Linked DNA regions of Rattus norvegicus: region 1 is linked to region 2. Evidence: chromatin contacts called from public Hi-C data. All regions are on one chromosome and are shown on one strand. The core of a region is the stretch at or near the end of the contact, and the rest is flanking DNA. Distances in the headings are between cores, read along the strand shown.

What was found. Hi-C and Micro-C count contacts between places; a contact is called where the count stands out from the background.
Region 1: a Hi-C map of liver shows a contact between it and region 2, with 2.2 times the contacts expected there. The contact joins two enhancer-like sites. A contact is called at or near these places in 4 of 12 Hi-C or Micro-C datasets (the A7r5 cell line, kidney, liver and 1 more) and 1 of 1 datasets of contacts at active chromatin or transcription factors (oligodendrocytes).

What each region holds. Positions count from the first base shown.
Region 1 is chr6:104,038,432-104,043,550 of GRCr8, forward strand. All of the region lies in intron 7 of Rad51b (RAD51 paralog B), which reads left to right. Among named protein-coding and RNA genes, the nearest start is that of Rad51b, 210 kb to the left of the region's middle. Within about 2 kb of position 3,665, at least 3 of the 93 cell types and tissues checked have an H3K27ac peak or open chromatin away from gene starts, as enhancers often do. A contact at or near this core is called in liver, where this site is marked.
Region 2 is chr6:103,895,389-103,901,087 of GRCr8, forward strand. The region is part of intron 7 of Rad51b (RAD51 paralog B); the gene reads left to right. Among named protein-coding and RNA genes, the nearest start is that of Rad51b, 69 kb to the left of the region's middle. Within about 2 kb of position 1,568, at least 12 of the 93 cell types and tissues checked have an H3K27ac peak or open chromatin away from gene starts, as enhancers often do. A contact at or near this core is called in liver, where this site is marked.

The DNA.
Region 1 (5,119 bases), core at 2,415-4,914, 150 kb after region 2:
CAATGGAAAAAGCAGGCCGTTGTTTCTAAGTAGCTGGCAGCGTGATTCACAGCGGCCTGCAGAATGTGAATGGAATCTGACCGCTCTTGGAACCAGGCTTCCTGAGGAAAGCTAGCATGCTGGCAAGCTGAGCAGAGGCCAAGCACTTGGTTAACATGTTCATATCCGGGCTTTTAGGAGGAATCCGTGCAGTTCACCTCCAGCTCATTCGGTTTTCCAAGTAGACTAGATCTTCCTGGAAGGGGTAGTGCCTACTTTCCAGGGGTACTTGAGGATGTGATTTTTGAAGGCAAATCCCTTTTTGTGTGACGAGTAAATTAACCTTAATCATCTTGTAATCTGCCGTGGAATTTGTTGGTAGGTTGTTCTTAGGATTCCACTTCTAGACAGGCTTGATGACTCATCTGTAGTCCTAATGCAGGGATGGCTGAGGCAGGAGGGCCCAGGAGTTCAAGATAAGCCTGGCTAACACAACCAACCCTTGTCTCAGCCAGGCAAAGCAAAGCAACAGCGAACCCCTCTACTTGTACAGAAGCCCATCCTCAAAGTCATTTAAAAGGTGTAAGAAATAAAATAGACCCCAGGGTCTCTTGTGATCATATGAAAATAGAATTTGAAAAGCAGTTGTAAACTACCAATGGAATCACAGCAGCATAATAACTCATAATAATTCAGGCGTTTTCCCAGGGAGTTCGTGAAGCTAGCTCTGACTGTGACACAATAATTGTAAATAGATGATGGCTGCATTATATACATCTGTGTTTTGTAGTCATATAGTTTCTTTATGATAATGTCGCTCCCTATAGTAACAACAAAAATATGTTTATCAGACTATACATATTCATATTCATCCATAGTCTTTTCCTTGTTTATCAAGCCTTATTTCCTAATATGTTTACTGCCTTTTTTTCTGTTGTCATTTATTGTCTTTTTCTGGTTAATCACTTTGCTCATTTTTGTGGAGGGAAAAAGAATCTCTCTGTAATTGCAAATGTCTTGCCCTCCTTATGGACTAATCTGATTTGCATTATTGTGAGTCACAGTCAGAAGAGTTCTAGGCAAATGAAAATGGGTTTTACGTTGCGACACCTCCGTCACTCTAAGATCGCTGAGCTGAAGAAGAGGTTGTGCAGTGTGTCCTGTGACAACCGAGGTGCTCCTTACTCCCCGAAGCCTAACCTCCAGCATCTGCTCCCTCCCCAGGAGCGAGCAGCCTGTTTTCCAATCAAGACTTGCTCTGCAACTCGACCTTTTTTGGAAATTAGGTACACTTTCCAGCATATATGCTTAGAGGCCCTTGGGTATTTGAACCATTTCCTAGTCTACTTTCCCAGACATAAAAGATACCATGTGTGAAGTATGTGGAATGAAAATGTCAAGGTGTTTGGGTGGGTTCTTTCTACAGAAAATACATTTGCTTATTGCAGTTTCTCTGTGAAGACTTTAAAGTGATGCAAGGACAGCTTACAATCACCTCTTTAGAGCTGAAATGATTTATGTCTGCTGTATAAATAAAACCTTCCAGAATATGAACCGATGAGGCACCTCAACTCCCACCTCTTTTATGAAGCCTTCCTCAGTACCCTTGTTAAAAAGAAGAGTAGTCCTCCTCTGCTCCCCTTCTCCGAAGCACGTTGACCTTTTGCGAGAGTGGTAACCTCATATCCCAGTCAGCCTTGAATTGAAGTTCTTTCATCTCCTCCTCGTCCACTTTTGAAATTAGAGTAGGACTTTTGTTAGACTCGTGGGGTTTCCCCCCTCCAACTACATGTCCAAACTCTTGCACTAGCTCACACCCACTCTACCTGGGTTCCCCTCTGCTTGCTGTTCCCTCATTGCTGTGATTATATGATCTCTAAAGCAATTGCCCTTCACATACTGTGGAACGATTCGTTTGTGTAGCTGTCTCTTCTATTACACTCTAAATTCCTCGGGGAAAGAGCCGTGCTTTTTTCTCCTGTGTTTCCCCAGGGCCAGGCGTAGTGCTGGAACACAGAATACTCATTACATCTCTATTGAGTGAATGCTGGACTTTTGTTCAGTGGACTTGACCTTGAGTATATGAATTTGGAAGGGTAGAAGCCCATTTTCCACAGTTAACTGGACTGCAAAACAGTTTCAGGAAACCGTTGCGTCTTACGGTACATATCCATGCACATCTCTGGAGAACTGTAAATATCGATGAAGTCTTCCACTTCATTATATTCATATTTCATGGCAGGAAGTTTATGTTTGTTTCCTTTTACTTTAAAACCCAAAGTTGGTTGTATGCCATTTCTCGTAGGTTAAAAGTTGATACAATTTTTTTTAAAAAAAATTTTGAATTCCCATTATATCAAATGATAGAATTGCCTATTTAGCAGTGTGTTCAGCCATCTCCCATCTAAGAAATGTAAGCCGCTTGTGTCCTGGCATCACAGCTAATGCCCAAGTTCCCACCGTAGTGCCTGGAGAGTATGAGAGGAGGTCAATAAGTATCCACTGGATAGAATGTTAAGTTGAATCTGTGAACAGTTAGAAAACTCCATAGAACTTCTTAAGAGTGGAAGTCCTTGTCACTGGTTGGGAAGGGTCGGTGGGGTCTAAATGATTTCAAACGGCTGGAACTGCTTGGATATGATATTGCAGACCTAGAATGTGAGTCCGGCATTAGTTGTTCCCAGGTTCCCCCACAAACTGACACTGCTTCCTTCCTTTAGGAACTTAATATTATTTTTTTTTGTATTGCTTAAACATTTCCCTAGAGAAACAGACCTTCAGAAAAGGTAACATAAGGAAACGCTCAATGGAGCCCCAAAGCTCCTCAGCCATTGTATCTTCTGTAAGTCACATCATATTGGACAGCTGTGCAGGAGTCACTGTGAAGGGCTTAGAGATGTTGTTCTTCGTCTCTGTTCTTTAAGGAAACAACTTTGTAAAAATATATTATTGTCAAGCAAGAAATTCTCTTATTCTCAGCAACATGAAGAATTTTAAACTCCAGATACTTTTAGTAACTCTGTTTTAAAATGTAGCAAGTAGTTTGTCATTGAAATATTTTTTTTACACCAAATATAACTGCCTAGTTATGAGGTCTTCTCTTGGATGAGGTGAAGCAAGCCACTCATAGAACTGCCTGCTATTTCCAACCTTTCTCTCATGGTCTCAAGGCACTGGTCTGCTTTGGGGGAAAACTACAGAAAGATCTCTTCGCAGTGGATCTTACAGACCACTTTTTTGGGATTTTCATTCCACCAGTGAGCAAACTGAAGTCCTGAAGTAACTGACTTGTGTCAGACCATACAACCCACCTTGGGTCTCTTGAGAGCTCATTCGATCCTGGCTTTTCTGGCATGACTCATCGGATTTTCTTTGAGTAGTGAGGATAGATGTTCACTTCCAGGCAAACACTAGCTCTTGAAACTGCCAAAATTCTGTGGGTTAAGACTTCAGAGGGATAATACATAGCTAAAAACTATGTAAATATATCATATTATTCTTTAGGGAGGGAGCCACATACTAGGGAAACTTACACACCACAGGTAAACAAGATAGGAGCTTCTCACTAGTGAGGGGAATGATGGTGTACTTAGTTTACTCAGAAGTCAGTAGTGTTATGCCACAGGGTATTTTCAACAGTTGTCTTGAAGAGCATGATCCCAAAGGGCAGATTTGACTGGAAAGTAAACAGCAAGATAAACATTCCCATGGAGACGGAGTGTCAGCCAGAAAAGATTGTACTCAGTTCCAGCTGTATAATCTGAGTGTCCCCTCAGCATGTGAGCTTTAGTGACTTTTATCTAGTGTGCCTTAGAGTCAGTGAGAGGGATTACAACGTACAGACCTGTAGGCCCTGCTGCCAGAGGGCCTGTACTTGCAGAGGGCCTGAGTTTGGTTTCCAGCTCCCATAGTGGGTGGCTCACAACCCCCTGCAACTGCAGGGCATCCTCAGGCATCCACATGTACATGCACATACCCCCACATAGATATTCATGCATACCCATAATTCGAAAATAAAAATAAATCTTCAAATTTCCTATATGGCATGGAGTCTAGTTGGTGACGTATTTATTACTTGAGGGACTAGAAGAATGGCTTTAAAAAAATAAACACTGGACATTTTGTTTGAATTAGTATTAACTTATCTATTTTAATTTTATTCATGCATTTAATTCAAGAAAATCTATACAATAGAAAGTTGAAGAACAGGTAGGGGAATAATGCAGCCAGCTTGGTTGATAGGTGTGGTTCGTTTCCGTTGCAGTGTGTTCACAAACTGAGCAGCTGAAACCAACATTCATTAACAGCTCACAGTTCTGTGGGTCAGGAGTCAGGGGCAGTGCTGGCTAAGTTCTCTGTGTAGACTGAAATCAAGGTGTTGGCCTCTCACTGAATCACTCATCCAAGTGTGCTCCTGTGGTCATTCCTCGTCTTTACTTCTTTCCTCTGCTCCTGGAGTGTGTTTACTTAAAGATCCATGGAGGATGCCTCTCAGGGGAGTATGTATGCTACTCTGAGTGACTCAAGAGTTCCTGGCTATATAGCAGTTGAGCTTCTCCTGGGACGTTAATGAATTGGCATTAGTATGATATTCATCTGCTGTTAAAAATGTATTTCATAACATAAAAGAGAAGTGGGCCTCCGCTTGCTGTGTTGACAAGATTGACTAAGTTTCCATCCTGGATAAAAATAGACTCACTAAAATGAAGCACAGTATCGGGACCAGTTCAGACAGCCTATCTACCTGCTCAGGGATCAGTTTTTTATGGCTCTACCATCATTCTTGTTCTCCAAATACACCAGATTAAAACCAAGATCTAAAATAAAATGGGAGATTTCTCAGAAATTCAAACCAAGTGTCCTGTAACTTTTTCTAAAGTTAGTCTCTGGAAACCTTCTCTGAGTGATATGTGATTCTTTGGTGTTGAGATCTCTAAGCAATATAAAAATTTGTACAGAAATAAGATCTTGGGCTGCTCAGGGGTAAACGGTGGTCTAGTAAATGATCTACCATTTTTAAATGCCTTGTCTGAATTGTAGCAAATAATTATTAATAAATCTTGACATGAGGTTTTTATCCACCTTAGACATTTATGTTTTTGGATGAAAGACACAGAGACTTTATATTTTAATATATGCC
Region 2 (5,699 bases), core at 318-2,817:
ATTTTAGGTACATGTCTGTACCCAACATGTGATATGCGTCACATTGCCCTGGGGAAGAAGCTGTAGAAATGGAGCAGACAATTGTGCGTCTGTAGTATAGAGGCTGTGTAGATCCCTTACCAGACACAAGATTCCTTAAAAGAAATCCCAATAGCTGTGGCCCAAATCAACTTTTTTAAAAGGCAAAAGTGAAATTTATGCACAAATTCAGAATACATTCCCCTGTGGGAAGATGGCTTCTGCTGCTGCTGTCGTGTCTTGTCTGCTAGGACTACTGTAGGGCAGCATCTATGCAGAGTAAGCAATAACATTCACTTCTGCATGTTCTAGTCACTGAGCGTAGGAGACCAGTGTCTGATGGGGTTGGCTGCTTGGTGAGGGTCCCCTCTTGGTGATCGTGCTCTGATGTGTCTGTTCCCAGCATGGCATTTCCACCTTTGAGACCTAATCTAGCTAGGGACCTTTCAAAACTTCATAGACAAATACCATCATCCCAGGGACTAGGGTTTCAACAGAGAATTTTGGGAGAGATGTAAAATTTTAGTCCACAGCAAATTACCAGATTAGAAATATTCTGCCCACCTCCATCTTCCTTTGTCATGGCTGAGAATTATACCTAGGGTCCTGGACATGTCAGGCAAGTATTCTGCCACTGAGTTACATTACTAGTTTTTCAGACAGGAAAAATGCAAATTAAAAAAAATAGTTGGCAGGTTCATAGGCATGCATTCCATAGCTATACCTTATAACCTACACAGTGTGTATATGTGTGTGTATGTGTGTGTGTTCTTTTGCATTTATCAAATGTTTTATTTTTTTGAAGCCATGATATTTTGCTAGTTGAATATATTCCAACTTGGATTTTTTCAGAGCTTTTGCTTTTGCTAAGTTGCAGGAGAGAATACTGAAGACTCTGGCTTAGCCAAACTATTGTCTCCTATCTTCCCACTTTTTATAGCCATTCACTTTTTTACTGTAAAAGTTACAGTCATGCTTGCCTAGCAAGCGTAAGGCCCTGGGTTCGGTCCCCAGCTCCGAAAAAAAAAGTTACAGTCAGTGAAGGAAACTTAATAAAAACTTAAGTATGGAAAGTAGAAAGAGATGGGTAGACTAACAAAAGGAGGGTTGTGCCTCCCACTGTAATCTCGGAAACGCAACAACATTGATGTGGAACTCACTCTCCCATGGTCTGTATCCTGTGCGTTTGCCCCCAAATTTCCATGTACCCCACTCAGACCCAGCTTCCAGGTCAAAAGCATTCTAGCTGGTCTGCCCCCAAGCCCAGACATTTAAGTATTCATTACCTCAGCGAGTGCATGTGTATCTGTACGTAATGATGTTTGTGCTTGTCTACTTAGGGCTTTTGAAATCTTTGCAGTTTTAGACTAACGGCAAACCCCCAGCCAAACAGAAAAGTATGATTTCCCCTTTTATCTGTGTCCCGTGTTATACAGATGTTCCCTGAAAATAGCAACAGTTTTCTGGGAAAGGTCCTGACAGAGTCTGTTCTCACCCTTTACCCTGGCTCTCCGATTCATGTTTCCTTCTTCCAGTGTGGTCATGTGCTTGCCCGAGCCTGGCTCATGAACCGTGTAGGATATTCGTGGGGTTTTGTTTTTTAAGCCATACACTGTGCACATGATGCAGTATTTAATTTGGAACGAGCTCCAAGTTTAGACACACGTGCTTCTTGTGGTGTTTATCTTGGAGTCCACAAGTAGGAGGAAAGTATTTTTGCATTTTATACATCTGGACACTGTTCATGGTCTTTCTGTGACTTGGGAATTGTGTGTGGGGCAAAATCCAAGGAACAGTATTAAAATAACATGGAGTCATAATGAGGTCCGAGTGCAGCCCCTTGATGAGTATTCTTCTGATCCCAGCAGAGTTTGACTTTGGATGTGGTGAACTTTTTCAGCTGTGTGGTTCACTGGTGGCCTGAGCAGATTGGTGGACTATAAATTACCTGACACCCTCCCGTTCACTTCATGTGCTGCTAGACATGAAGTCTAAAAGTCTTTGACAAATTTGGCTCTTTAAGGGGAATAATTTGACTTGATTTTGTGTGGGGCAAGATAGGCAAAGGGAGCACTGCTCAGTGCTGCTCTGCCTGCTAATCCACTGCACTTTATGAGATCTTTTAGTTTCTCGCCATTGTTCTTCTGCTCCTCCCTCAGTCCATGCATCCAGAACTATAATGATCCCTAGACCATCTCGGGCTGTGGGTGAGGGTTGAGGGCGATGTCAGTGATGGTGGTGTCCATTGTGTCTGCTAACCTTATGATCTCACACAAGAAGTTGTCATTTAAAACAGGGTGAATGTGATGTGGTACAGTGCCACCTTTTGGATGGGGGTCTGCTAGAATGGGGCAGGTGAGAGAGGCATTTAGAATGTTGCTGCTCTGAGGAAGATTGCATAAGGACAGTGTTGCTTCCTTGTCAGCCTGGTTTTCTTTAATTTTCACATTTCTCCTATAATGTAATGGCAGATATAAGCTGGGGAGGCAGGATAAAGCTTCAAGTGGACTTGCCCTTGAGTGAAAGAGGGCGGGCAAGTGTTGTTTTCTGTGCTGTCCATCATTTGGGTGTAAAACTGTTTGGATCTTTACTTTCTATAGAAGGGCTGTTTGCCTTTTTTCTTTCAATGCACTAAAGGGAAGAAAATCTAATAAAGTAACTGAATCTACTGGTTATCATTCCTGCAGAATTTTCAAGTGTGTTTAATAGTGGTCTCTCATATAACTATAAAGAAATAAATAATTGGAGAGGAAAGGTCAAAATTGTGTTGTAGTTTGAGAACCAGAAGAGTCTGGGGATGTTTGAGTGATTGGGTAAATTGCTCAGCTGGGAGCTGTTTCTTTTTGCTGCCTTTTGGGCCTTTCCTTTGGGACACTCCCCCCACCCCCTTACTTTTGTAATGCATTTTGCAACCTTCAGTTAGAAAATAGCCATCAGAATTTAACCGCTAGTAAATAAACACATTCTAGTTCTATGATGGGAATCACTAAGTAGCAGAGAACGGTCTGGCTTCATTTGAAGAGAAAGATTCATGGTAGTCATGGTAGTAACTCCGAGAGTTGACACCAGAATCATGTTTGTTTGGCGTGTTAATGAGTCTAAGAGGAAATGGTGAAATCTGCTGATGACACCAAATTGTTTTGCTTGATCCTAACATGAGGTTTCTGGGAAGCTGCTTTGTAGTATTAGAAATAGTGGAAGGATTGGGCAATTTGGGGCAGACATGCTGAACTCGAAGTGATGGTTTTTGTGGAGCAGCCAGGGTACACCAATGAAGTTGCAGAGCCTTGCCCTCTTGAGGGAACTGCTCTCTCCAGAATGTGAAGACTGGGACAAAGAACATTCTGGTTAGAAGCAACAGTGATGTAAAAATATGGCATTTGAGTGTCTTTTGGACACTCAGGTCAGTCGTAGTATATAGGAGTGGGTGTTATTTCCCTTCAAAACAACCATGGGATATTGTGTGCTTACTTTCTACACATGCTTGCTTTTTTGATGGGCAGGTCTAGCCCTTCCTATAACCTTTTAAGTATTTCCTGTGGTTTGTAGATTATTCTTCATTTTTAAATAGCCGGCTGTCTTTTAGAATCTCAGTGACAGACTTAAAATGTAAACGAGATATAAAGTAGTACAGGGAATCGATTGCCTCCAGGACTAATTCTCAAGGAAATGCCATGAGATATTGCAAGGATGTTTGTACAGCAGTAGTAGAATAAGTTCTTCACTGATACAGCTCACAAATGTGACTCATTGGGCTGTGTACATTACAAAGGCCTGTTAACACACCCACCCTGTGATAGGCTATTGATTCATGGGACTGAAACCAGTGCATTGTACGAGCCAAGAACACATTACCACTGAGCCTTAACCCTGGCTCCACACGTCACACCTCTTTCACACTCCCCTTCTCCCTTTTCAAGCATTATTAGAAGAATCGGGACATTGTATACTACTTAGAGGGTCTCAGTACACTGGTGCCTAGAAACGAAAAAGGTTCTGGGAGTTGAAAACATAAGACAGCACTGTCACAGGCACTGTGGGCTGGCAGGCTGTAGGTATCCTCACATTAGGAAAGGATTTGTGTGGTCGTAAACAACTGAATGAAACACAGGAACAGGAGTCAAGAGGGCTGAGGGGGAGGAGAGCTTTCAGGCTCTGTGGTGGTGCCTTTGTTTTATCTAAGCAGGGAGAAGATGGGGCTGGCTCTACCTCCTGGAGTTGGAATCCCTGGAGTAATTTTGGAAAACCACTACAGAGAGTCAGGTATCTAGAGGGCCAGAAAAGGACTTGTATACAGAACAGGAAGACTTCATTCCTTCCATACTCTTCTGAGATTATTATAAAAAAATTAAAGTTTTCCATTTACCAATTGTATACGTTCCTGTTTCAAAAGCCATAAAGTCCTTTAAATGTTTTAATTTTGTGACACCCTTGTATTTTCACAGTTCTCGGTCTTTAAACACTTCAAATTGAAAAATCAGGAGAACCTTTACCCAAAAGTAGAGGAATTCTTTTGTGAGTAATATCCTGACTAAATAGCCCAAGCCAACCCACCCTCCCCAACACACCCTCCCCTTCCCCCCAACCTCCATGGGTCTAAATGCAAGGCCTCAGACTAGTTCTATCAGATTCATTGGAGGCCACTTGTTAAAAACAAAGATCTCATATTCTAGGGCTGGTGATGTAGCTCAGTGGTAGAGCTCTTGCCTAGCATGTACTAGGTCAGTGTAGAGCTCTTGCCTAGCATGTACTAGGTCAGTGTAGAGCTCTTGCCTAGCATGTACTAGGTCGGTGTAGAGCTCTTGCCTAGCATGTACTAACTAGGTCAGTGTAGAGCTCTTGCCTAGCATGTACTAGGTCAGTGGTAGAGCTCTTGCCTAGCATGTACTAGGTCAGTGTAGAGCTCTTGCCTAGCATGTACTAACTAGGTCAGTGTAGAGCTCTTGCCTAGCGTGTACTAACTAGGTCAGTGTAGAGCTCTTGCCTAGCATGTACTAGGTCAGTGTTCCATCTCAGTATTGCAAAAACTGAAACAAAGAGACAAAACGACACTGAATTAGAGCCGTCAGGGAGTACATTCTCAGCATAAGAGAATACTTGCTGAAAGTTGGTGTCAGCTCCACCCCCGACTCCTAACCGAGGGCACTGGGAAGGTGGAAGGGTGCTGGAGTAACAGAAACACTGTTATTGTGGTTAGAAAGTTTACTCTGAATGTCTGGTCATTCACTAGCTATGTGACTTAACCAAAATATCTAATAACGTCTCAGTAGCTTATATTATTTTCTATAAAATAGATTTTTGGATTTTATTCCTCGGCACTGCAAAGGCAAATCAACAGCAGCAGCAGCAAAGATGCGATTGTTACTGCTATTCCCTTAGCATACAAAGGAGCTCTCTGGTCTCTGATGTGTGTGTGTGTGTGTGTGTGTGTGTGTGTGTGTGTGTGTGTGTGTGTGTTTAATCCTCAGTCCTATTTAATAAGGAGGTGAAAAGAAAAGCCTAAGAATATTATATAAATGTATATGCTGGGGGAAGACAGGTTTCTTTCATTCTTTGGAAGAAGATTTTCAAGTGGCATTCTCAGTATTCTACATGCTCAGTATTCTGTTTTCATTTCTGCAGTGCTCTCTGGCCAAAAGAGCTGTGATAGAGCAGACACAGTAGATGGCGCTTTAGACTTA